Linked DNA regions of Mus musculus: regions 1, 2, 3, 5, 6 and 7 are each linked to region 4. The links are chromatin contacts, called in public HiCAR-type, HiChIP or PLAC-seq and promoter capture Hi-C maps. All regions are on one chromosome and are shown on one strand. Each heading gives the region's core, a stretch centred on a gene start, on an enhancer-like site or on the middle of the called end of the contact. The rest is flanking DNA. Distances are from core to core; before and after follow the strand shown. Region 1 overlaps Gm973 (predicted gene 973). Region 2 overlaps Gm28802 (flagellum-associated coiled-coil domain-containing protein 1). Region 3 overlaps Gm973 (predicted gene 973). Region 4 holds the start of Als2 (alsin Rho guanine nucleotide exchange factor). Region 5 overlaps Trak2 (trafficking protein, kinesin binding 2). Region 6 holds the start of Casp8 (caspase 8). Region 7 has its middle 26 kb from the start of Snord11.

Region 1 (3,103 bases), core at 589-3,088, 390 kb before region 4:
CCCCCACCCTTCTACTCTAACCTAAGCTGGGGGATGTGGTTTGAAACAGCTCAATCATCAATGTGCAATCTACCTAGGGGCCTCTTTCCTTTAAACCCAACTGCCAGCATGTTATCTCGTGAAACAAAACAAAAGCCAAACAAACAAAAGCCCGAAGGCACATGGATGAAAAGGAGAGTCCAAGTCACTGTACGTTGCACACTTACATGCTCTTTAAGGTGTCAGCCTCAGAGGGCTGGTTGTACTCAGCCAGGGAAGTACTGAGGCAGGCAAGGGTCTTGTTCCTTAGTTCTGGGTCTGTGAAAACAGAGAATCCTCCATCAGCAAATGGCCCAGGCAGTTTTACCAGAAGGAAATCAGGCGAGGGGAAATGTCTATGCTAAAGCTGTACACAATGCAGATGAGAGTAACAAACCCACGTGGGGACCAAAGATGGCCTGTGGTAGGTGACATTAAACTCACTAAGGTATCCTCTAGGAAAGAGACAGTATGTGTCTAGAACCAGAAAACTATTTTAGCCTTTAAACAGGACTCTCTCCTGGCTATGTAGCAGATGGAAACAATCCGAAAAGACAAGGCAACCTTTTTGTTTGTTTGTTTGTTTGTTTGTTTTTTCCGAGACAGGGTTTCTCTGTGTAGCCCTGGTTGTCCTGGAACTCACTCTGTAGACCAGGCTGGCCTCGAGCTCAGAAATTCGCCTGCCTCCGCCTCCCAAGTGCTGGGATTAAAAGTGTGTGCCACCATACCAGGCCCGACAAGTCAACTTTTAAATATTTATTTATTTATTTATTTATTTATTTATTACACTGTAGCTGTCCTCAGACACTCCAGAAGAGGGAGTCAGATCTTGTTATGGGTGGTTGTGAGCCACCATGTGGTTGCTGGGATTTGAACTCCTGACCTTCGGAAGAGCAGTCGGGTGCTCTTACCCACTGAGCCATCTCACCAGCCCCTTAACTTTTATAAAAATGTACTTATTTTATTTGTTGGCAATGAAAAATTAGAGACAGTTTAACAGACTTGGGAAGTGACTTATACATGAGTGTGGTACTTAAATTTATAGGTAAGGGCTAGGAACAACTCACAGGTAGAATGTCTTTCTCGCTGTATTCAAACCTTGATACTACTCAGGAGATTAATAAATAGGAAAGAAAAGAAAGATAAATACTGAAAGTGTAGAAAGTATTTATGGTATAACAATAAAAAAATATAGACTATAGAAAAGTAGAAAAGTGATAGAATTCATTAAAACCTAGAGAAGGATTGCTTCGCATACCAGGCCGGCCAGAGTGAACATTCACACCCATCTCAAAAATCAAACAACAATCACAAAAAAACTAGATGGCTAAGGATTGGAAGAGAAAATAGACAAAAGAATATTATGTTAGATTAGAAGATTTAAGTATGTTTAAATTGTTTCCTTAAAAGCCCAGTGTGGTTATAACACTAAAAGCAAACTGCTTTAAACAGTGTTCAGTTTGATAGTGCTCCCCGACCCCCAGGGTTCCTTTGTAACTGGGCTCCCGTTGGCCATTCTCGCACACTGAGGTAATACTCTCACACACATCACCTCCAGCCTTTGGAGTGGGGAGAGTCTATAAGTGTCCAATGTAACTGAGAAATGTACCTGAGAGTTTCTTTTGCTTTCTATATGGGATATTATTGGGTAGTAGGAGATGATTATAGTACCTAAGGTATCTCCATGACAAGGGGACCTCTGTGAGAATTTCTTTATTGAACATGGCTGCCTGGGAGTAGGGAAGGAGAGGGGATGGGGCATGACACATTCTCATTGAAGGCATGCTCTGCCTTGTACTATTTTTCTGAGCTTGGGTACAGAGCACATGATGACCACCAGAGGGCGCAATTGTACCATCCAGAAGTGGAGGCTTACACTGGTGTTACTCCACCCTGTATGATCAGAACTGATCTGTGTGAGCTAGAGAAGGGGGTTTCTTTCCCTTAGGAAAATAACTTGGTATTTAGGCATTGAATTTTGACATCTATAAAATAAACGATGCAGGGTGTAGAACAAAAACCTTGTATACTCATTACCCATGGACTTTCTATTTAGTCGTGTAAGATTTGAATAGTCTCACATATTTGATTCACATTTTTCCAATAATGAAATGAAGCATTTATTTATGAAGAATCATGGCTTTATGGAAGAAAAGAAAGAGACATATGGAAGAGCCAGTGGTATTACGCATCAAGAGAGCAAGCTAGGGAAGCTGAATTTGATTTATAACAACTTGCTCTCGAAGCCATTAACCCACTGAGGGAACTACACTAAGCTTTCACAAGAGAGGTGTCCCTGTGATCGAATTACCTTTGATTTGGTCTCACTATGTAGCCCAGGCTTGCCTGGAACTCAGTCTTCCTGTTTCAGCTTTCCAACTGTGGGATTGAAGATGTGTGTCAGCTCATCTGATGGGACTTTTATGATTGCTTCAAATTGATAGATTAATTTATGGATCATTGTCTTGTCTTGTCTTGTCTTGCCTTTGCTTGCTTGCTTGCTTTCTTTCTTTCTCTTTCTCCCTCCCTCCCTTCCTCCCTTCTTCCCTCCTTCCTTCCCTTCCTCTCTCTCTCCCTCCATCTCTTCCTTCCTTCCAGAAAGAACCTTGCAGCTAGGCTGTGGTGCACACCTTTAATCCCAGCACTCAGAGACAGAGGCAGGCAGATCTCTGTGAGTTCAATACCAGCCTGGTCTACAGATGGAGTTCCCGTAGAACTCCCTGTCTCGGGGGAAAAAAAAAACCAAAAAAACCCCAAAATAGATAAAATAAATAAATAAATAAAAATAGTAAAAGAAAGAAAGAAAGAAGCTTGCTAGGTCCCCCAGGCTGGTCCTAAATGCCACTGCACCCTTTTTAGAATTGTCATCTTTATGGTAACAGCTCTTCCTATCTGTGCTTGCTATATCCAGGGTTATATAGAAGATTATATTTATTCATGTCTATTTTTATTTATTAAAATGAAATCATTTTTCATGTATTATCTTAAAATTATATTTTCCATATATATGTCCACAAGTTAATAATTAGCAATGATTATCTCTGAAAACTAGATCTCTGTGGGGGCTGCAGGGAACCAGCTCATT
Region 2 (2,769 bases), core at 241-2,740, 380 kb after region 4:
CCTTTACCTGCTGAGCCAGCTTGTTCATGCTGAACTTCTTTTCTTGGATTGTCCCACAGGGAACTCAAAGAGACTCACAGAGAGGAGCTCGAGAGGTTAGAGAACAACTACAAGGAGGCCCTGAAGGCAGAAAAGGCCTTGGCCGAAGAGAAACTAGGCACTGTCAGGCCCTGAGGGGAAAATGGGAGGGAAAGTGGGCAGCCTGTACCCTGGCGTCCCTATAGCCATGGCTTGGCACAGCCAGATGTCCAACATTTCCCTTCTGAGGCTTAAGGCATGAGAATGACCGAGAATGGAACTGCTTCATCACTGAGCAAGAACTTGAAATTTTTTTTAAGTGAATTTTAAAGTTCTAAAACTACAATATTACTATGATGCCTTCAGGTTGTCTTGCATGGAGAATGGCAGTGATTTCTTGAATGCTCACTGGGCTACTGTGTGCCCTTGGGGAAAGCAGAGTGTGCACCCTTCAGATTTGGGGTTTATAGACTAATGTCCACAGAGAGAACGAGACACTCTACAACCTTCTTCCTCTCTTTGAAGTTAGTGTCTTATTTACACTTTGCTTGTTTTCTAGTTTCCTGAAGAGAATGTGTGGTTTTCATAACCACTGTAAAGGAGGAAATGATACAAAAAGGAGAAGCAGATGCATTGTGGGAGGTTCTGTTCCTCCTTCCCATAGATACAGATGACCCTCGGGGGTGGGGGGAGGTTGTCTTACTAAAACAGCTGAACAGAGTGTGGGAGCTCTGAGCTCTTGGAGAAGCATGTTTAGAAAGTACCTGGCCTCTCTCCCAGAAGCTCTTCATCCATCGGTTCAGGTGGGATCCAATAACTGATAAGCTTTTTGATAAGCTTCCAGAGCGACTTGGGAATCCCAAGACGGTTTCATCACCCCAGGGAGAGCTTGGGTGTGGAGCTGAAGAGTTCATGTGAGTTTTGGAAAGTGTGCCCACCGAAGGAATAATGACATCCTTGTTTTCTTTTCCTCCAGATAAGATGGGCAAGGAATATAAGTATCTGAAGAGTATATTCCGTGTGTTTCAGGTGAGATTCCAAACTGTATGGTATCTCACGCAGGAGACAGAGGAGTCGACCACGAGGCTCAGAAGCTAGGGGTTTATATACAAAAAAGTTGGGGGTAGGGGAAGAATTGGCGCAGTTACACACAATTGGACAGTTTAAACATCAGCAAATTGTACGTGCAGAGCGAGGTAACAGCAGTTCTGAGGGGCAGGTGCTTAACTTGGCTGAGATAGTCCGGACGTCTTTGTATGCCTCTATCTTTATGGATAGCCAGTTCCTGGAATGACTTAACAGCAACAGCCTTTGTTCTTTGCCCTTGGCCCAAAAAACCCTCCTAACTAGCAAGCCGCATGAGTCATGGACCTTGAATTTAATTTTCTTTCAAGATCAGGACTTAGGCATCACCCGTGGGAACTATAAAGGGGCCTGGGAAAAGAGGGGGGAGGGAGGATAGCCCACATCCGGCCAGAGCTCCACCTATGTTCTGGGCAGGCAGATGAGGGAGGGCTGCCAGTCGCTTTCCACTCAGCCCAGGTGGCATGTAAGCCTCTGACCCACTCGATGGGGAGTGGATAAGGGGCAGTCCCCTGAAATCAAAATGTGCCCTGGGGTTTCACCCTGTCACCCTGGGGTTAAGGGAAGAGGGAAGAGAGGTTCCCACACAGGTGAGACTCTGCACAGTGGGCCTTGATTAGAGCGCAGAGACAGTCTATGGTTTTAGAGCTTTATTATAGAAAGGCAGGGAGAAAGAAGGTAAAAGAGAGAGACTGGCCATAGCCAAGAGGAAAGAAGGGGGAAAGGAGAGAGAGAGAAGAAACGCTAGAGAATAAGAGGGAGAAAGAGGTAGAGAGAGGAGAGAAGACAGACAGAGAGAGAGAAAGAGAGAGAGAGAGAGAGAGAGAGAGAGAGAGAGAGAGAGAGAGAGAGAGAGAGAGAGGTGAGAGTGAAAGAGCGAGGAGGGGCCAAACAGCCCCTCATGGTATGCTGCTATCTTTTCTGTTGCTAGGTAACTGGGGAGGAATTTAGCCTGAAGATCAGAATCTTGGGACATTGCCTACTTGACTGCTAGCCACACACTTCTCTTGTGGGGGCTGAGGGGAGCGGTAACTTCGATGGGAGCCAGGGTTCCAGGAGACATGAGAGAACTTCCGTCCCATGTAGATGAATTATCACCACCAAGTCCCAGGGTTCAACATCTCAGCTCAACTGGAGACCAGACTGTCTTTGCACAGCCCAATGCCCCACAATCACCCTAATTATACAAGCTATAAGCTGTCTTAGGTTCCTCCATCCTTTTCACGCAAATGGAGAATTGTGCAATATTGTCAATATTTTGATTATGTCACTCATGTGTACATTTCTAACCATCGTGCTAATTCCTCTTCCATTAAACCCATCTCCTCTCACCTGCCCCAGGCCACCATTCTTCTGGTTTTTACCACCACAGACTCAATTTATCAGTTTTTGTTTTGTTAAAAAAAAAAAAAGTTGGTTCTGTTGGTCTGATAGCATAACTTATTATGAAATAAACACAAATACAGTTGCTAGTTATCCTTGCAACGTGCCCAAATCAACCTTTAAAAGTTTATAAAAACCAAATGTAGAAAGCATCTTTCTCAGCAAACTTCTAAGGGCAATGCAGACGTAAAGACATAAGTTGGTGCTTGTCAATCATCACATGGTTGAGCAGGTTTTGTTTTGTTTTTTTAATTCTGTTTTTTTTTTTTTTCCTCTTTTCGAGAC
Region 3 (2,997 bases), core at 325-2,824, 350 kb before region 4:
AACAGTAACAACAAAAAAGGAAAAGGAAAGGAGGAAGGGGAAAGAGGAAGAAGAGGAGGAGGAAAAAAAGAGAGGGGTGATGGGTTCAGTTTGCTCCCTGGGGAATATTTAGCAGTGGGTGGAAACACTTTGGTTGTTATAACAGTGCACACAGAGGGTGGACTCTGGGCAGCCCAGGCTGGCTCCTCCTCACCAACCGTCTGGAACCTTGATGTTGCCCAGTATTAAATCACAGATTCCAGGAGATCACAGATCTCAGGTTGCCTCGGATGATTTTGACTTTCTGAGCCTTTCTTTCCGAGGGCTGATATTGCAGGTGTGTGACCGTGCCTGGGTTTTATGTGGTCCCAGGGATAGAATGCAGGGCCATGTGCATTCTAAGATAGACCTCAACCAGCTGAACTACAGCCCCAAGCCCTAGTCATCTGTGCCTCTGTGTGTGTGTGTGTGTGTGTGTGCGCGCGTATGCGTGTGCGTGTGTGTGTGTGTGTGTGTGCGCGCGTATGCGTGTGCGTGTGTGTGTGTGTGTGTGTGTGTGTGTGTGTGTGTGTGTATAAGAGTATTCCGGATCAGACCCAGGGCCTTGCCTATGGTAGTCAAGCCCTGCCACTAAACTATAGCTCATATTCTTGCCTACTACTATTATTTTAATATGATTTGGTCTTTTGATTATGTTTCTAACTCTCTATGTTTTCTTTTTAAAAATGAAATGCAATCCTCACCGAGGATCGACAGTATTATTAACGTTAATGAAATGATTGCATATTTTTCTTTTTTACTTTCTCCTCTCTCACTGCACGGATGTATTAATATCTCCTTCTGAAACTTCCATTTACAATTTTAAGATTCTTTTTAGGTGCTGGGCACCTCACCCAACCTCAAGCCTCTCCCCAGAGGCCTTGGGGAAGAGGAAAGGCGAGAGCCTGCGATTGATGTCAGCGACCCGCAGAGGGAAGAGCAGTCCTGGACTCTGAAGGCAGCCCAGAAACTAATTTCTCTTAATCAGTTGTAGGGCCCCAGGAGGACCCACAAGGCAGAGGGGGAAATAAATCTGAAGGAGAAAACCAAATTCTATGAGGGGCTGGAAAGACCTGTATTTTCAAAAGGGCACCATACCTTTAGGACTTAAGCGCTGGCAGGGCCCCATCCCTGCGCAGCTATTAATATGCAAAAAATGCCTTCATAAATACTTGATTCTGCTCACAGTGGGGAGGCCGTTCATTTGAAAGGGGAAATGGGAGCTTGGAGTTGAAACACGTCTGCTTGTCTTCTTTCTCTTTTTTCATCGCTCTTTTCATCTCCACGCAACTCCCCTTGTAGTCTTCTTCCCCCTATTTCTCTGACTTCTCCCCACTTCTAACTCCAAGGAAGTTGCTGATGGCAGCTGCGGCGCTTTTTTTTTTTTTTTTTTTAAACTGATGGACTTGGCTCTGAGGCCCGGAACCTCCGGCTAGGTGTAGAAGGGGTGCCTAAGGGCCTTTACTTGAAAGTGGAACTGGGAGGCTAGAGCCCCTCACCCTTTCGGCTTTGGCCTTAGCGACGCGGCCACTGAAGACTCAGAGCAGAGGTTTTCAGTACTACCGGGAGGGGGCGCACGGGGGCAGCCTCCGGACCCCAGAGCTGAACTTGGACAGCAATACCAGACTTTCTTTCCCTCATACTTCCCAGCCTAGGTATGTGACTTCTCAAAGGTCTGTTGTTTCCAAAAGGTTCCACCTTTGGGATTCTCACTGTGACTTAAACCAAACCAAGCCAAACCAAACCAAACCTCCACCACCAACAACAAAACTAGACAAATGTATTATGTGTGAGTGACCTTACATGACCAGACCCTAAAGGATGGAGGGACGAGCTGAGTCAGTAGGGATTAAAAGAAAAGAAAGACGGGCTTAATTGCTGCTGCTACTACTGTTGCTGCAAGCCTGCTTTGTGCTTCAGAGCAAGAAAGGTCCTAGGTCCTAGAGAGGCAGGGAGGCCACTGGTTGGGCCAGTGGCCCATCAAGGTGGGTAAACTGAAGTCTGTTGGGTAGAAATTTGTTTCTAAAGCCTTTCCAGATGCTTTATGGTAAACATAAAATTAGTCATTTATGTGGAGTAGGTTGAGGAAGTAGTTAAAATCCGAGGCAGTGATTAACCTAATAAAGTGCCCTGAGCCTCAAGAAGGGGGAGGGGTGAGAGAGGCAGGAGGAAGTCCTTTGTACCCTACACCCCATTTTTCCTGGCTTGGGGACTGGTGGGGCTCCCTAGACTTTTCCTCATAAGGCTTTTCCCCTCGGGGTTCCTTTTCAAAGGCAGGCAGGCTATGGTAACACCAACCAACCAAGAAGCTCAGATGGGAACCTTTCTCCATTTGCAAAGGAGGTACAAGATATTTCCAGAGTTTGTGAACTTACCAAGGCCTTGCAGATGAACCAGGCTTGGAGCTTAAGATCCAAAGTTCAGTCTGACTGCAAAGTTCATAATTTAGTCTATAGTTAACTTGTCATGGCTGGGTCACTCTTTGAAGGGTCCTCCAGTAGAGCCATAGGGATACATGAGTTTGGACCATGCAGGGAGTATTGGTATGGCCTTTGGAGCTATGGGATTTCCAAAATATATTGTATTTTCTTAGTCACAACTCTGTAATTATTATTGCTATTGTTATTACTTAAGGTCTTCGGATCCTTTATGAAAAGTGTCTTCAATGGAGGCAAACCACACACACACACACACACAAACACACACACAGACAGACAGACAGACACACATAGTATGTGTGTGTCTGTGTTGTTTCTGAGGTTCTTCAGTAGTGGAGAAGTGGCTTAGATATGCTTTTCTTCAATGGAGGCCTGACTTGGGCCTGGTGTTTTAACCTGAAAGGTCAGTTCAAATATTGTGCAAACAGACTCATTTCTGCTCTGATTGTAAGGAAGTGCTGGGGAAAAGAGGGAAGGCCAGAAGCAGCAAGAAGTTGGAGATAAGAGGCTTGGCGAGCCTGCCCTGGAGGCTGTCTGAGAG
Region 4 (2,700 bases), core at 183-2,682:
AGATCTTAGTGTATAAATGACTGGTGTAGGCTCCGAAATACTTTGGCCACACGGATGTCTCAGCTGAAGCTGTGTGACCATCCTGAGAGGAGTGAAGATATTCTGAGGAGAGACACGTGTGCCCCTCCTTTTGACTAGTGGACTAACAGGATAATGGGCCCCAAAGAACTAGATTTCCTCAAGAGTCTCACTGGAGAAGGAAGAGATTGGGTTTCTGGGTGCAAACCATCAGGAGAGCTTGGTTCTTAGTTCTGACAACTTGTCAGTTTGCTTTGCAGGACCAACCAAGATGTGTTTACCATGGGCAAGATCACACCTTGAGCCTTCTACTTATGTCAAGGCTCCAAAGATAGACTTAGGGGGTTTACTGAACCAGCCCCTTAGTTCTTTTTCCTAGTGCAGTCTCATTGAATAAATTTCTTTCACTGTTGTCTTTTTTAGCTGTGTTATGGAGGACAGGTAGCTTGTTAGGGCGGCCAGAGTCCAGGCTTCATTAACTGCAGGACATCCCTGGTTTGTACCATTTGGTGGCGCCATTCTCAAGGCTGTACACTTTTCTGTTCTAGCACTGAAGTTGATAAGGCTCTGGTGAGAGACCCTGAGTTGGAGGAACCAGTTGGGAATTTGTACGCAGGGGCATTCGATTCGGGGAATATATCTATCTTTAATGAGTAAATAAATGTAACTCTGTAGGTTCCGCGATGCACACTCTGTAGCAGCAGATTTCTCTCTGGCTTGTGTTCTGAGAGCATCTGTTACACAAAACATTCAAGGGAGCACTTAGGGGTGCAGCGGGAGGATTGCGACCGTGACAAGTATGGATGGTAGTGAGACTAAGAAGCAAGCAAAAACAATTTTAACGCTGTATATTGAGGAGCCCTGAGGAAATAGTTTCTTCCTACTCTTTACCGTTTAAGGTGGACACGCGGCAAAGGCACACTCGGGAAGAGATGACGTCATGCAGCTTAAAGGTAGCTCGTATTTTCACTTTTGTTATTTCTCTTGAGACACGTTCTCAAGGCTGGCCTCGAATTCCTGATCCTGCTGCCTTCATCTCACAAATGTTGGGATTACAGACGTGTGCAGCCATGTTCTGATAGGTAAGATTTTCTCTTCATTTCTCGCAGTTTGAGGAGGTAACAAAACTTGCAGTAGTTTCCATCCTCAAGCGCGGCCTATCGTTACCATGGAAACGCTTATTGAGTTAGGTCCTTTCACTGAGTCTTCGGTTGCTTCTAAAGTGCGCCCGCCCTAGGACGATTGGTTCTGCCCTGACTGAATGGTTTGCCTGCAGTCACTGATGCGTTCGGAGCAATCTTGATCCCTGTCGGACGCCGTCACCGGCTCTTGCCTAGCTCCACCCATTCTGCGGGCCCGCCTCTCCAGCCCGCCGCCGGAGGCCCCGCCCCTACCTGGAGGCCCCGCCCCCATGAATCAGCTGATCTCGCGTACCCGCGGTGCAGTCGGGCTCGCGCCGGGAGAAGAGCGCGGAGCTGCGGGAGCGTCAGGTGAGCCCGCGCGGGTCCGGGCGGTCCTTGGGTTCGAAGGCGGGTCGGCGGAGGTGCGGGAGCGCGCTGGGCTGGCCTGCGGGGACGGCGCCTGCCTGTGAAGAGCTCCGGACGTGGTGGCTCGGCCCGGGTCCCACCCTCCGGGTCCCAGCGCCCCACTGCCGTGGTCGGAGCTGTGTGGCATTCCTTCGGGTCCCCTCTTCCCGCCTCCACCCACGCTGCTTACGCCCATCCGCTCAGAGGGTTTTTTGAATGCCCACAGTGGGCGCCCAGCTGGCTAGACAGTGAACCTTGCTGAGTGTCCTAGGTGGGTTTGCCCCAGGATGCATATCGTGGGGAAAAGTGAAGGGGGGCGGGGAGGGTCTGTGGTTTGAAACAGCGTTTGCTGAAAATGAAAAGGACTTTGGTATTAATCAGTGGTAGTTTGACCAAATCCCTAAATGTATCAAGTCATCAAAGGAATCATCGTGAAGACAGGAAAGAACACTGGAGCGATCTTGAGGAAATGGTCCTCACATTGATGTTGGTCCTCCAGGTAACAGGGCTATTTGCAGACAAGCAACTGTAGATTTGTAGAGGCAAGCTACTGTTTAGTACTTCTGTGGTTACCAAAGAGGGAAAACACACTGGTTGAATTGGGTGGTCAAGAGCAGCACTTTCTTATAGATTAACTGACTGCTGTACCCAAATTAAGGTTGTTACTCTGTTGTTCTTATATTTGTATCTGTTTTTTAAATGACTGTCAAGGATAAACTTGTGTGATGTAGGTTTATTTGGAGCAGGTACAAAAATGCAAAAAAACAGTAGGCCATACTTTTTTGTTTTTTATCATATACCTGTATGTATTAGTGTTCTCTAGAGTCACAAAACTTATGAAATGTATATATTAAGGGAATTTATCATAGTGATATACAGTTTACAGTCCAACTAGCCCAACAACGGGAATGGGAAGTCCAAGAATCTAATAGTTGCTCAGTCCCACGAGGGTAGTTATTTTAGCTGGTCTTCTGGATAAGCTGGAATCCTGAAGAAGTAGGTTCCAATAGATTCGATGGCAAAGGAGTGCAGGCAGGCAAAGGAGAGAGAGCCTTCCTTCTTCCAATGTCCTTATGTAGGCCTCTAGCAGAAGGTGTGACCCAGATTAAAGGTGTGTGCCATTACCCCTGGATTTGGAATTTGCTTTGTCCCAGGC
Region 5 (2,984 bases), core at 327-2,826, 330 kb after region 4:
GCAGTCTTTTATAACTTAGAATCCTTGCTTTCTTTCAGATACACTGCATATTCAGAGACGTTTGTGGCTTTCACACCTTTCTCAGCTTTCTCAGCCTTGGTTGTCTGTCTTCCCCTCTTTCTCTCTCTCTCTCTCTTTCTCTCTCTCTTTCTGTCTTTTTTATTTTATTGTTATTTGTTGTTTGAGGTAGGGTATTTTCTTGTACAACCTAGGCTGCCATCAAAATCATGATTCTCCTGCCTCAGTCTTCTGAGTGCTGCAATTAGTGGCATGAATGTGCCACCATGCCCTACTCATCCTTTCTGTGATTAAAAGCATGTAGTAGTGTATAGCTAGCATTCACAGTTATATAAAGCAATGGTACCTCTTGCTCTCAGTAATAGAGTCTGTGAACTATGCTAATAGTAACTTTGGGAGTACCTGACCTGAACATAAAAGTAGACCACACCTGCAGTTTCATAATGAAATGAGATGGAGAAGTTAGCAAGAATAACATATTTTACTTTCTTAAGGTAATTGGAAATGATGTGTGTCTTAGTCAGGGTTTCTATTCCTGCACAAAGCACCATGACCAAGAAGCAAGCTGGGGAGGAAAGGGTTTATTCCACTTACGCTTCCCACATTGCTGTTCATCACAAAAGGAAGTCAGGACTGGAACTCAAGCAGGTCAGGAACCTGGAGGCTGGAGCTGATACAGAGGTCATGGAGGGATGCTGCGTACTGGATTGCTTGCTCAGCTTGCTTCCTTATTGAACCCAGGACTATCAGCCCAGGGATGGCACCACCCACAATGAGCTGGGCCCTCCCTGCTGGAACACTAATTGAGAAAATGCCTTACAGCTGGATCTCATGGAGGCATTTCCTTAAGGGAGGCTCCTTTCTCTGATAACTCCAGCTTGTGTCAAAAAGCCAGCCAGTACAATATGTTACAGTGATTGTTGTGATAACAGTATTGTTGATGATTTTGTTTGTTGTTATTTCTGTATTTTAAATAGCTAAGAAAACACCTCATTTTCAAGGTAAGTCTTTTTTAATGTCCAGCACTATAGAAAGGAGTGGTCTAGATTATTCTCACAATCTACAGTCTCATCATCAAATATGATTTTCCCACAGAAACTCGCAGCCCACAAACCCCCCAGGATCCCCTGAAGATAGTGATCTGGCTACTGCATTGCATCGCCTCAGCCTGAGAAGACAGAACTACCTAAGTGAGAAGCAGTTCTTTGCTGAGGAATGGGAACGGAAGATCCAGATCTTGGCTGAGCAGGAGGAAGAAGTCAGCAGCTGTGACGCCCCCACGGAGAACCTTGCCTCAGTCTGCACTGACCAGTCGGAGACCACGGACCTCGGCAGTGCCAGCTGCCTTCGAGGCTTCATGCCAGAGAAGTTACAGATTGTCAAGCCCCTAGAAGGTAATAAGCCAGGAACAGCTTTTAGAAGCCGTGTCTATGTTAGACGTCTCTCCTAGAATTGAGACCTGTGTTATGTTGGCACCCTGTGCACAGGCAGGCTGTGCTGTGCTGTGCTGTGCTGTGCTGTGCTGTGCTGTGCTGTGGTGCCTGCCACATAGCAGACAGTGAGTAAGACCTGAGTCACCAAGTCTTCAGCTATTTGTTCTTTTCTGACATTTTAATATCAGCGCAGCAGGGAAGTGGGAAGACTCTTACCTGACTTTTGCTACAGAATCCTGTAATAGCAGTTGCATGGTAGGACCAACAGGCTGAGATGAATGAAGAGGAGCAATTAGAGTGTCCCTGCCATAGAGGCACACAGTTACATCTGTACTCTTCTCCTTCCGTTCAGCTTTACCTAAAGCACAGCTTAAATTCAAAATAAATACCTGACTTATCAGATAGTAATGGTCCACAAATGATTCTCTAATTCTTGGCTTAAAAGTTCCTTTTAAAACAAAGGTTTAAAAAGGTATCCTGTAGACTCCTGCTTTGGTCCAAGTGTTGGTTAGCGTTGCTGATTTCAGGATGAAATTACCACAGTGACACAATTAGATGTGACATCCTGTACAAGGGCATGGGTTGCTCTTTCATCAGAGTCACATGGGCTGGAACCAAAGGGAAATGTTCTCCACTTTATCACCTGCGTCTCCCTTTCTTCCTGGCAGACCAAGGAAAGTAGGGTCATGAGCAAGCAGAGAAGTGCACAGGAAATTCAAGTTATTTCCCAACCTAAGCACCCAAGTTTTGCTTCCAAGATCATCAACTGTGCTGGGTGAATATTGTTTTTGCCACCTGGGAAGGAGCAGCCTGTCCCTGAAGTGGGTGGCCTCCTTCCTGCCTGAGCAGCCTGGGTCCTGTTTAAAACCCTTACTGGGTTTTTTTCTCCTCTTCTTTAGATGTCCCTTTGAAGACTGTCTTTTGAAATAGAAAACTTATTGCTCAGCCATTCCATGTCATGTTAATTTTTGACAGAGAGCTTAAATTTACAAATTTGAACAAAATGTCAAAACCAAATAAGTATCTGTATTGTTACTGTTGTTGCTCACACAATTCTAGCTTCTTCAAGATTGGGGATCTGTGGGAATGTAAAGCATGCCTGTCCTGCTTTGCTTGTTCAGGATCACAGACTCTGCATCACTGGCAGCAGCTTGCTCAGCCGAACTTGGGAACCATTCTTGATCCACGCCCAGGCGTCATCACTAAAGGCTTCACACAGGTGCCCAAGGATGTTGTCTACCACATCTCGGACTTAGAGGAGGATGAAGAAGAGGGCATCACTTTTCAGGTTCAGCAGCCTCTTCAACTGGAGCAGAAACCTGCACTGCCCACGCCAGTAACGGGAATCTTTCTGCCGCCCATGACCTCAGCGGGTGGACCAGGTACAGGTGAGAGGAGGTGCAGCTGAACATGGCCTCGTCGTAACCAGGACACTACATTGTCTGGCTGGGGTTTTCTGGCTACTGCTGCACAGTCTCAGTGGCGTTTATTCGTTAGTGGAGATAAAAGAATACAAACCCACAGCCCTGCTGA
Region 6 (3,035 bases), core at 153-2,652, 440 kb after region 4:
AGTACCAGGTGCACATACATACATGCAGGCAAAATACTCATACTCATGAAATTAAAATAGAAATAAATAATTTTTTAAAGAATGAAACTGAGACCTAGCCAAGCAGAAGGCACTTAGAGGACTCCCTTTAAAAAGACAAAAAAGAAAAAGAAAAAAAAGAAAGAAAAAAGAAAAGAAAAGAAAAGAAAAGAAAAGAAAAGAAAGGAAGGAAGGAAGGAAAGAAAGAAAGAGAAAGAAAGAGAGAGAGAGAGAGAGAGAGAGAGAGAGAGAGAAAGAAAGAAAGAAAGAAAGAAAGAAAGAAAGAAAGAAAGAAAGAAAGAAAGAAAGAAAGAAAGAAGAAACAGAAATATGACTGTATGATAATTCCTTACAGGTACTTAACAAGCCAGTCACCCTTACAACTGCTTAGCACGTAGAGGAATTACCGGCCTCAGGTCACCTGTAGCCCCCTCCCTCCCTCCTCTCTCATCCCCTCTCTGTGGGGGTTGGGGTGAGGGGGTGGGGGGTTGGTGTTTTAAGTGCAGAGCTAGTGCCCTACGACCCCCCACCCCCTGTACTGCCAGCACTCAGGAGGTGGAAGCAAGGTCGTAAGTTCAAGAAGCCTGAGCTTCTGCAGGAAATCATGAAACCAAAGAGGGACAGAGGGAGGGAGGGAGAGAGGAAGAGGAGAGGGAGGGAGAGGAGAAGGCAAAGAGAAGAAGAGGGAGAGAAAAAGGGAGGGGAGATGTTGGAGGAGAAGGAGAAAGGAAGAGAGAATTTGGGATTAGAGTTGATGGACGTCTGAGTTGGGAAGAGCACGAAAATCGCCGGAGGAAACGCAGCTCAAGCTAGAGGACTCCCCGGAGGATTAACTCAGCTCCAGGTCCTGAGCCAAACTACAAAGAAAGTAAGCCTAAGAAGTCCAATAAAGTTTTCTGGAGAGGCGGCGACGGCACCCCGATGGCTGCATTTCGGGGAGCGCCACGCGAGATCGACACCCACCGGTGGGATCTCGGCCCGCTGGTGGGAAAGGAACCCGACTGCTCTGCAGCACTCACCTGTGGCCGAGTACCTGCCGCGCCGGTCACAACTCCAGCTCGGGCGAGGCCTCCGCTGGCTTGGGCTTTCCGAGCCTCCAGCCCGGGCCGGCGCTCCCCAGAACTGTACTCACTTCCTGTTCCACGCCGGCTCACAGAGGTTTGCTACCGATTCCGAGAAGCTGGACTTTTAAGCACCGAAGTCAGAATGAAAGACAACTGAGAGAACTAGGGCATAGGGGACAGAAATGCCTCCGAATGTTTAGAGGCGTTTGAGTTAATCATTAGAGGTGGCATCCTGGTGCCAGCCCTAGAGGCCATAGGCTGCTTCGCTTTCTGCCCGCCTTAAGAGCTCCCGCCAGTTCTGGAGGACACTTCCTTATTCCCCCAGTCCAACCACACCTCCTTTCACGCAGAAACCCTCTGCTCTAGAAATGTCAGCACTCTCGGAGGTAGGGACAGGAAGATTAGAACAAGCAAGTTCCAGGCTATCCCAGAGACAGTGGAACCAGAGCTAATGGAATGAACGAACGAACACACACACACACACACACACACACACACACACACACACACACAAAGTTTAAAGGAGCCAACTACAAGAAGAAAGTGATTTCACACTGAACCAAACAACCAGCTATGCTGAGGGCCTAGGTCAGATCCATCAGGATCGCTGATTGTTGGTTCAGTCTCTGTGAGTGCCTATGAGGCCAGGTTAGTTGATTCTGTGAGTTTTCTTGTGGTGCCCTTGAGCTCTGATTCCTACAATCCTTCCTCCCCATATCCTGTAGGATTCCCCAAGCTCTGCCTATTGTGTGGCTGTAGGCCTCTCTGATGGCGACTATGTTAGATTTCTGTCTACAAGTATGGCAGAATATGATTAGAAAACATTTCATGCTTTTTTTTTTTTTTTTTTTTTTTTTTGGTCATGTTCAGTTCTATCTTAGCTGTCTGGGGCATCCAGCCTCTTGTTCCTGACCTCCATGAATTCAGTGTCAGAGGTGGCCTCCCTCTTGTGGCACAAGTCTCAAGAGAGACTAGTAATTGGATGGAGACTCCCACAAGTTCTGTGCCATCTTTTCTCCAGCACATCCTGCAGGCAGGATAAATGGTAGGTCAGAGGTTTGGGGTCTGAGTTGGTGTCCCAGTCTCTCCACTGGAAGGCTTGCCTGGCTACAGCAGACAGCTCCAAACCCCTCATTACTAGGAGTCATAGCAAGGGTCACCCTGATAGGTTTCTAGCCCCCACATTCCAGTCTTCTCTGCCATACTCTCTCCCTCCATCCTCGCCCAACCTGATCCCTCTGCTCCCATCCCCACATGCCCCCAGTTCCAATCCCATGATACCTACTCTATTTCTCCCTCCTAGGGAGATGGCTCCTTGTTACTTAGCCTCTCTGGGTCTGTGGATTGTAGCATGATTATCTTGTAATTTATAGCTAATGTCTGCTTATAAGTGAGTACGTACCATGCTTGTCTTTCTGGGTCTGAGTTACCCCACTCAGGATAGGTTTTTGTTTTTGTTTTTGTTTTCTGGTTCCATCCATTTGCTGGCAAATTTCATGATGTTAGGGGTTGTTTGTTTGGTTGTTTTGTCTTGTTTTTTTAACTCTGAATAATTCTCCATTGTGTAAATATACCACATTTTCTTTATCTCTTCTTTGTTTAGTGTATCTGGTTTTATGTTGAGGTTCTTGATACACTTGGACTAGAGTTTTGTGCAGTCAGGGTGGTAGATATAGATCTATATCCAGTTAGACCAGCACCATTTGTTAAAGATGCTTTCTTTTTTCCATTGAATAATTCTGGATTTCTTTATAAAAACTCAGGTGTCCATAGGTGGATTTACATCTGGGTCTTCAATTCCATCCCATTGATCAACCTGCCTGTTTTTATGCTCATACTGTGAGGTTTTTATTACTATAGTTCTGTAGCAGAGCTTGGAATAGGGGAAGTCAATATCTTTTATTGTACAGGGTTGCTTTTAGCTACCCTGGCCTTTTGTCTTTCCATATGAAG
Region 7 (3,093 bases), core at 502-3,001, 490 kb before region 4:
AGTGAGACTTGTCCTGGGTTTGTTTGGGATTGGACACATCCTTGCTTTAGTTTGCTCTCAGGTTCCAGAACCAGCAATGGCAAGAGGGCTCAGAGGTTAGGTGTGGGTATCCTTGCTTGCAGAGGACCATAGTCTGATTCCAGCACCTACATCAGGCAGCTCACAAGTTAAGTGCCTTGCAACTCCAGTTCCAAGGGACCCAACACCCCTGTCCACATCCAGCAACTGTACTCATTTACACACAGAGAGAATTCAAAGTAAAATCAGGGGCCTCGAGAGATGGCTCAGCAGGAAAGAGCACTGGCTGCTCTTCCAGAGACCCTGAGCCCAGTTCCCAGCACCTAAATGGCAGCTCACAAATGTAACTCCTGTTTCAGGGGAGTTACACTGACTCCCTCACACATGTAGTACAAAACAATGTACATGAAATTAAAATAAATAGATTTTATAAATAAATAAACAAATAAATAAAAATTAAAAATTAGTTGATCATGGGTACATATCTTTGATCCCATAGGATGCAGAGGCAGCTGGATCTCTTGAGTTGAGGCCAGCCTGATCTACAGAGTATGTTCCAGGAAAGCCAGAGCTACACAGAGAAACCTTTTTCTTGAAAAAGCAAAACAAAACAAAACAAGAAAAAAAAGTCTCTAAAGAAGAAGAAGGAGGAGGAGGAGGAGGAGGAGGAGGAAGAGGAGGAGGAGGAGGAGGAGGAGAAGAAGAAGAAGAAGAAGAAGAAGAAGAAGAAGAAGAAGAAGAAGAAGAAGAAGAAGAAGCAGCATTTAAAAATTTTTGAGCTGTGCAGTGGTGGCACACGCCTTTAATCCCAGCACTTGAGAGGCAGAGGCAGAGGCAGGCGGATTTCTGAGTTTGAGGCCAGCCTGGTCTACAAAGCAAATCCAGGACAGCCAGAGCTACACAAAGAAACGCTGACTCAAAACACAAAACAAAACAAAACAAAACAAAACAAAAATCATAGAAAGTGGGAGAGTAATTCTCCTACCACAGGCTGAAGAATTCACTTTCCAATAAATTATTCCTCCTATCACAACACAGAGAGGCCAGTGGGCGAAGTGCTCTCAGAAATGATCCCTTAATTCTATGCACCATGTTTTAGGACAGAATATATTAGCATTTGGTCTAAGGAACATTGAAGAAGAAAACTTGGAACCGCTCACATAGCCAACAAAAGGGCCTGCCTGCCTGTCCATGCCTGTGGCTCTATTCATCTGTCTGATAGAAGCTGGGACTTGACATCTGAAAGAACATTTTCCCACTGATTTCTCATGCTAGCCTGGGCCTCCTAGAACCAGTGGGGTGAACCTTCAAGCAGAGGTCTGAACTTGAGGAAGGCTAGCAAGTATGTGATTGTGTTCAATGGCTTCGTGCCTGATTTTCCCTTCCTCTGCTTGGCCGCACACGCACAAAGTTCTGAAGATTAAAGCCTCCCATTCATACCAGACCAATGGAAGCCAAAGAGATTTTTGACTGTGGTTAGGTCATAACTACAATTTCTTCTTTCTTTCTTCCTTCCTCCCTTTTCTTTTATTCCTTCCCCCTCACCTTCTTCAAATGAGCTTAAAGTCGTGATTTTGACTCTCCTAGGCTATTTGCCTGAATTTATATTCTAGGAGTGCAGCATTAGACATAGTTTTAAGTGTTTCCAAGATGAGTAGAAGCAAGTGCCTTCAAGTCTGGCAGCTTCTTTCCAGTTTCCCAGGAAGGGAGGGGCCAGAAGCAATAGAAACCGTCTTTCTCTCCTGTGCAACATTACTGCCATGTACTTCCCTGGTACCTATGACGGCAGCTAGGGCTCTCTAGTAGACCCCATAGAATGACCATATGCCAAAACAGGATTTGTTAGGCTGCTTTACCCGATATGGTCTGGGTAGTCCAACAAAGACTGTCTTCACAATGGAAAAGCTGAGAGCCCGGTACGTAGTTCCTCAGGTCACGATGCTGGCCGCCTCTGCTGAGCAGGCACTTTGCCAACTGGGCTACCTCTCCAGCACCTCTCATACTGAATTAAATCCCGGAAAGCCTTCTGGAACTTCACAATCTACAGGAAGAGGTGGACATAGCTGGGTAAATAAATAACTACATGCTGAAAAGCTTTAGGTAGAGGAATGCAGGTGATGTTAGAAAGGTGGTCGAAGCCGGGCAGTGGTGGCACACGCCTTTAATCCCAGCACTTGGAAGGCAGAGGCGGGCGGATTTCTGAGTTCGAGGCCAGCCTGGTCTACAGAGTGAGTTCCAGGACAGCCAGGGCTGTACAGAGAAACCCTGTCTCGAAAAACCAAAAAAAGAAAAAAGAAAGAAAGGAAGGTGGTCGGAAGGGCTAACCGAGGAAGCAACGCTAGAAATGAACCCATGAGTTGATTTTCTGAGAAAAGAGCCTCTGTTTGATTTTGTCATTGTGGGAATATCACAGTGTACTTAGAAGCCTAGATAGTCTGGCTCAGCACACACCTCGGCTATATGGGAAAGCCTATTTATTATTCCTAGGCAACAAACCTGTGCTTCCGGTTTCTCTGCTGACAACGTTAAGTATCTGTAGATCCAAGCATATCTAAACAAAACAGGCACAGCAAAATCCAGGCATGGTTGTACATGCCTGCTGCAATCCTAGCGTTTAGGCAGCTAAGGCAGGAGGATAGTGAATTTGGGATAAGTGTAGGCTACCTAGCCAAGACCTTGTCTAAAAACTTAAAAAGAAAGAAAAATAAAGTAAAAGCATTATTTGAAACCTGGGTGTGGTGGTTCACACCAGTAATCTCAGCATTTAGGAAGTTGAAGGTAGGAGGGCACCCAAAAGCCAAACAAGTCATTGGGTAAGAAGAGCAAACTCACAGCTCCATTGCAGCTCGCCCCAATGCTGAGGCTCAAGTCCAGGGCCTGCGCAGGTCCACTGTCCTACGTTCCTGCCACCTTCTGTCTTTTTATTGTCCCTGCCTGGCCGGCTCCAAGCCTGGGTGAATTCAACCTGAGTGGCTCCTCTACTCAGGCTGTTAATAGAAATCCACCACTGGGCAGGCAACGCTTTTCTGAGTTCATGGGTACAGCCCTCAACGGAGGCTATTTCCCATCTCCCTC

Evidence for each region. Promoter capture Hi-C pulls out the DNA fragments that hold promoters and counts their contacts. HiCAR-type assays count read pairs that join an accessible place to other places. HiChIP or PLAC-seq counts read pairs in DNA pulled down with a chosen protein or histone mark. Capture Hi-C pulls out chosen DNA fragments and counts their contacts.
Region 1: an H3K4me3 HiChIP or PLAC-seq map of neural progenitor cells shows a contact between it and region 4, with 36 read pairs. The contact joins the enhancer-like site here to the promoter of Als2 in region 4. A contact is called at or near these places in 21 of 39 promoter capture datasets (the 3T3-L1 cell line, 3T3-L1-derived adipocytes, the C10 cell line and 13 more), 10 of 15 datasets of contacts at CTCF or cohesin (the G1E-ER4 cell line, the NIH/3T3 cell line, embryonic stem cells and 4 more), 224 of 484 Hi-C or Micro-C datasets (the 3T3-L1 cell line, 3T3-L1-derived adipocytes, the 63-12 cell line and 110 more), 52 of 115 datasets of contacts at active chromatin or transcription factors (DN3 thymocytes, the NIH/3T3 cell line, PVALB interneurons and 29 more) and 5 of 9 other capture datasets (adipose tissue, embryonic tail, liver and 2 more).
Region 2: a contact with region 4 is called in an H3K27ac HiChIP or PLAC-seq map of the NIH/3T3 cell line, with 3 times the contacts expected there. The contact joins the enhancer-like site here to the promoter of Als2 in region 4. A contact is called at or near these places in 5 of 39 promoter capture datasets (3T3-L1-derived adipocytes, the C10 cell line, liver and 2 more) and 2 of 115 datasets of contacts at active chromatin or transcription factors (the NIH/3T3 cell line and memory CD8 T cells).
Region 3: a promoter capture Hi-C map of embryonic stem cells shows a contact between it and region 4. The contact joins the enhancer-like site here to the promoter of Als2 in region 4. A contact is called at or near these places in 14 of 39 promoter capture datasets (the C10 cell line, the HPC-7 cell line, the SN4741 cell line and 9 more), 5 of 15 datasets of contacts at CTCF or cohesin (the G1E-ER4 cell line, the NIH/3T3 cell line, embryonic stem cells and 1 more), 38 of 484 Hi-C or Micro-C datasets (the C10 cell line, ECoMG myeloid progenitors, the G1E-ER4 cell line and 23 more), 30 of 115 datasets of contacts at active chromatin or transcription factors (the NIH/3T3 cell line, acute myeloid leukemia, astrocytes and 18 more) and 4 of 9 other capture datasets (adipose tissue, embryonic stem cells, liver and 1 more).
Region 5: an H3K27ac HiChIP or PLAC-seq map of the NIH/3T3 cell line shows a contact between it and region 4, with 3 times the contacts expected there. The contact joins the enhancer-like site here to the promoter of Als2 in region 4. A contact is called at or near these places in 21 of 39 promoter capture datasets (the 3T3-L1 cell line, 3T3-L1-derived adipocytes, the C10 cell line and 14 more), 1 of 484 Hi-C or Micro-C datasets (the HPC-7 cell line), 8 of 115 datasets of contacts at active chromatin or transcription factors (the NIH/3T3 cell line, T-cell acute lymphoblastic leukemia, bone marrow-derived macrophages and 4 more) and 2 of 9 other capture datasets (adipose tissue and liver).
Region 6: a contact with region 4 is called in a promoter capture Hi-C map of adipose tissue. The contact joins the promoter of Casp8 here to the promoter of Als2 in region 4. A contact is called at or near these places in 16 of 39 promoter capture datasets (the 3T3-L1 cell line, the C10 cell line, the HPC-7 cell line and 11 more), 3 of 484 Hi-C or Micro-C datasets (CD4 T cells, neutrophils and uterus), 15 of 115 datasets of contacts at active chromatin or transcription factors (T-cell acute lymphoblastic leukemia, acute myeloid leukemia, bone marrow-derived macrophages and 10 more) and 3 of 9 other capture datasets (adipose tissue, liver and macrophages).
Region 7: a contact with region 4 is called in a HiCAR-type map of astrocytes, with 3 times the contacts expected there. The contact joins the enhancer-like site here to the promoter of Als2 in region 4. A contact is called at or near these places in 9 of 39 promoter capture datasets (the 3T3-L1 cell line, the C10 cell line, the HPC-7 cell line and 4 more) and 3 of 115 datasets of contacts at active chromatin or transcription factors (astrocytes and bone marrow-derived macrophages).

What each region holds. Positions count from the first base shown.
Region 1 is chr1:59,622,281-59,625,383 of GRCm38.p6, reverse strand. It overlaps Gm973 (predicted gene 973), which reads right to left. Exons shown (of 19, transcript NM_001357842.1): 12 at 207-297. Among named protein-coding and RNA genes, the nearest start is that of Gm33833, 3.9 kb to the right of the region's middle. Within about 2 kb of position 1,838, at least 9 of the 459 cell types and tissues checked have an H3K27ac peak or open chromatin away from gene starts, as enhancers often do. A contact at or near this core is called in cerebellum, differentiating embryonic stem cells, neural progenitor cells and 2 more, where this site is marked.
Region 2 is chr1:58,858,657-58,861,425 of GRCm38.p6, reverse strand. Gm28802 (flagellum-associated coiled-coil domain-containing protein 1) reads left to right here. Exons shown (of 14, transcript XM_030243918.1): 8 at 60-162; 9 at 863-932; 10 at 995-1,047. Among named protein-coding and RNA genes, the nearest start is that of Gm28802, 37 kb to the left of the region's middle. Within about 2 kb of position 1,490, at least 98 of the 459 cell types and tissues checked have an H3K27ac peak or open chromatin away from gene starts, as enhancers often do. A contact at or near this core is called in the NIH/3T3 cell line and memory CD8 T cells, where this site is marked.
Region 3 is chr1:59,583,423-59,586,419 of GRCm38.p6, reverse strand. All of the region lies in intron 10 of Gm973 (predicted gene 973), which reads right to left. Gm39648 (a long non-coding RNA gene) reads left to right here. Exons shown (of 3, transcript XR_865454.2): 3 at 1-22. Among named protein-coding and RNA genes, the nearest start is that of Gm39648, 11 kb to the left of the region's middle. Within about 2 kb of position 1,574, at least 19 of the 459 cell types and tissues checked have an H3K27ac peak or open chromatin away from gene starts, as enhancers often do. A contact at or near this core is called in the G1E-ER4 cell line, adipose tissue, bone marrow-derived macrophages and 2 more, where this site is marked.
Region 4 is chr1:59,235,963-59,238,662 of GRCm38.p6, reverse strand. Als2 (alsin Rho guanine nucleotide exchange factor) reads left to right here and starts at 1,432. Exons shown (of 34, transcript NM_028717.6): 1 at 1,432-1,508. It overlaps Gm33667 (predicted gene, 33667), which reads right to left and starts at 1,308. Exons shown (of 2, transcript NR_168353.1): 1 at 910-1,308.
Region 5 is chr1:58,908,378-58,911,361 of GRCm38.p6, reverse strand. Trak2 (trafficking protein, kinesin binding 2) reads left to right here. Exons shown (of 16, transcript NM_172406.3): 13 at 1,114-1,412; 14 at 2,573-2,839. Among named protein-coding and RNA genes, the nearest start is that of Gm28802, 13 kb to the right of the region's middle. Within about 2 kb of position 1,576, at least 46 of the 459 cell types and tissues checked have an H3K27ac peak or open chromatin away from gene starts, as enhancers often do. A contact at or near this core is called in the NIH/3T3 cell line and trophoblast stem cells, where this site is marked.
Region 6 is chr1:58,793,741-58,796,775 of GRCm38.p6, reverse strand. Casp8 (caspase 8) reads right to left here and starts at 1,402. Exons shown (of 9, transcript NM_009812.2): 1 at 1,038-1,402.
Region 7 is chr1:59,729,154-59,732,246 of GRCm38.p6, reverse strand. No RefSeq gene overlaps it. Among named protein-coding and RNA genes, the nearest start is that of Snord11, 26 kb to the right of the region's middle. Within about 2 kb of position 1,751, at least 17 of the 459 cell types and tissues checked have an H3K27ac peak or open chromatin away from gene starts, as enhancers often do. A contact at or near this core is called in astrocytes, where this site is marked.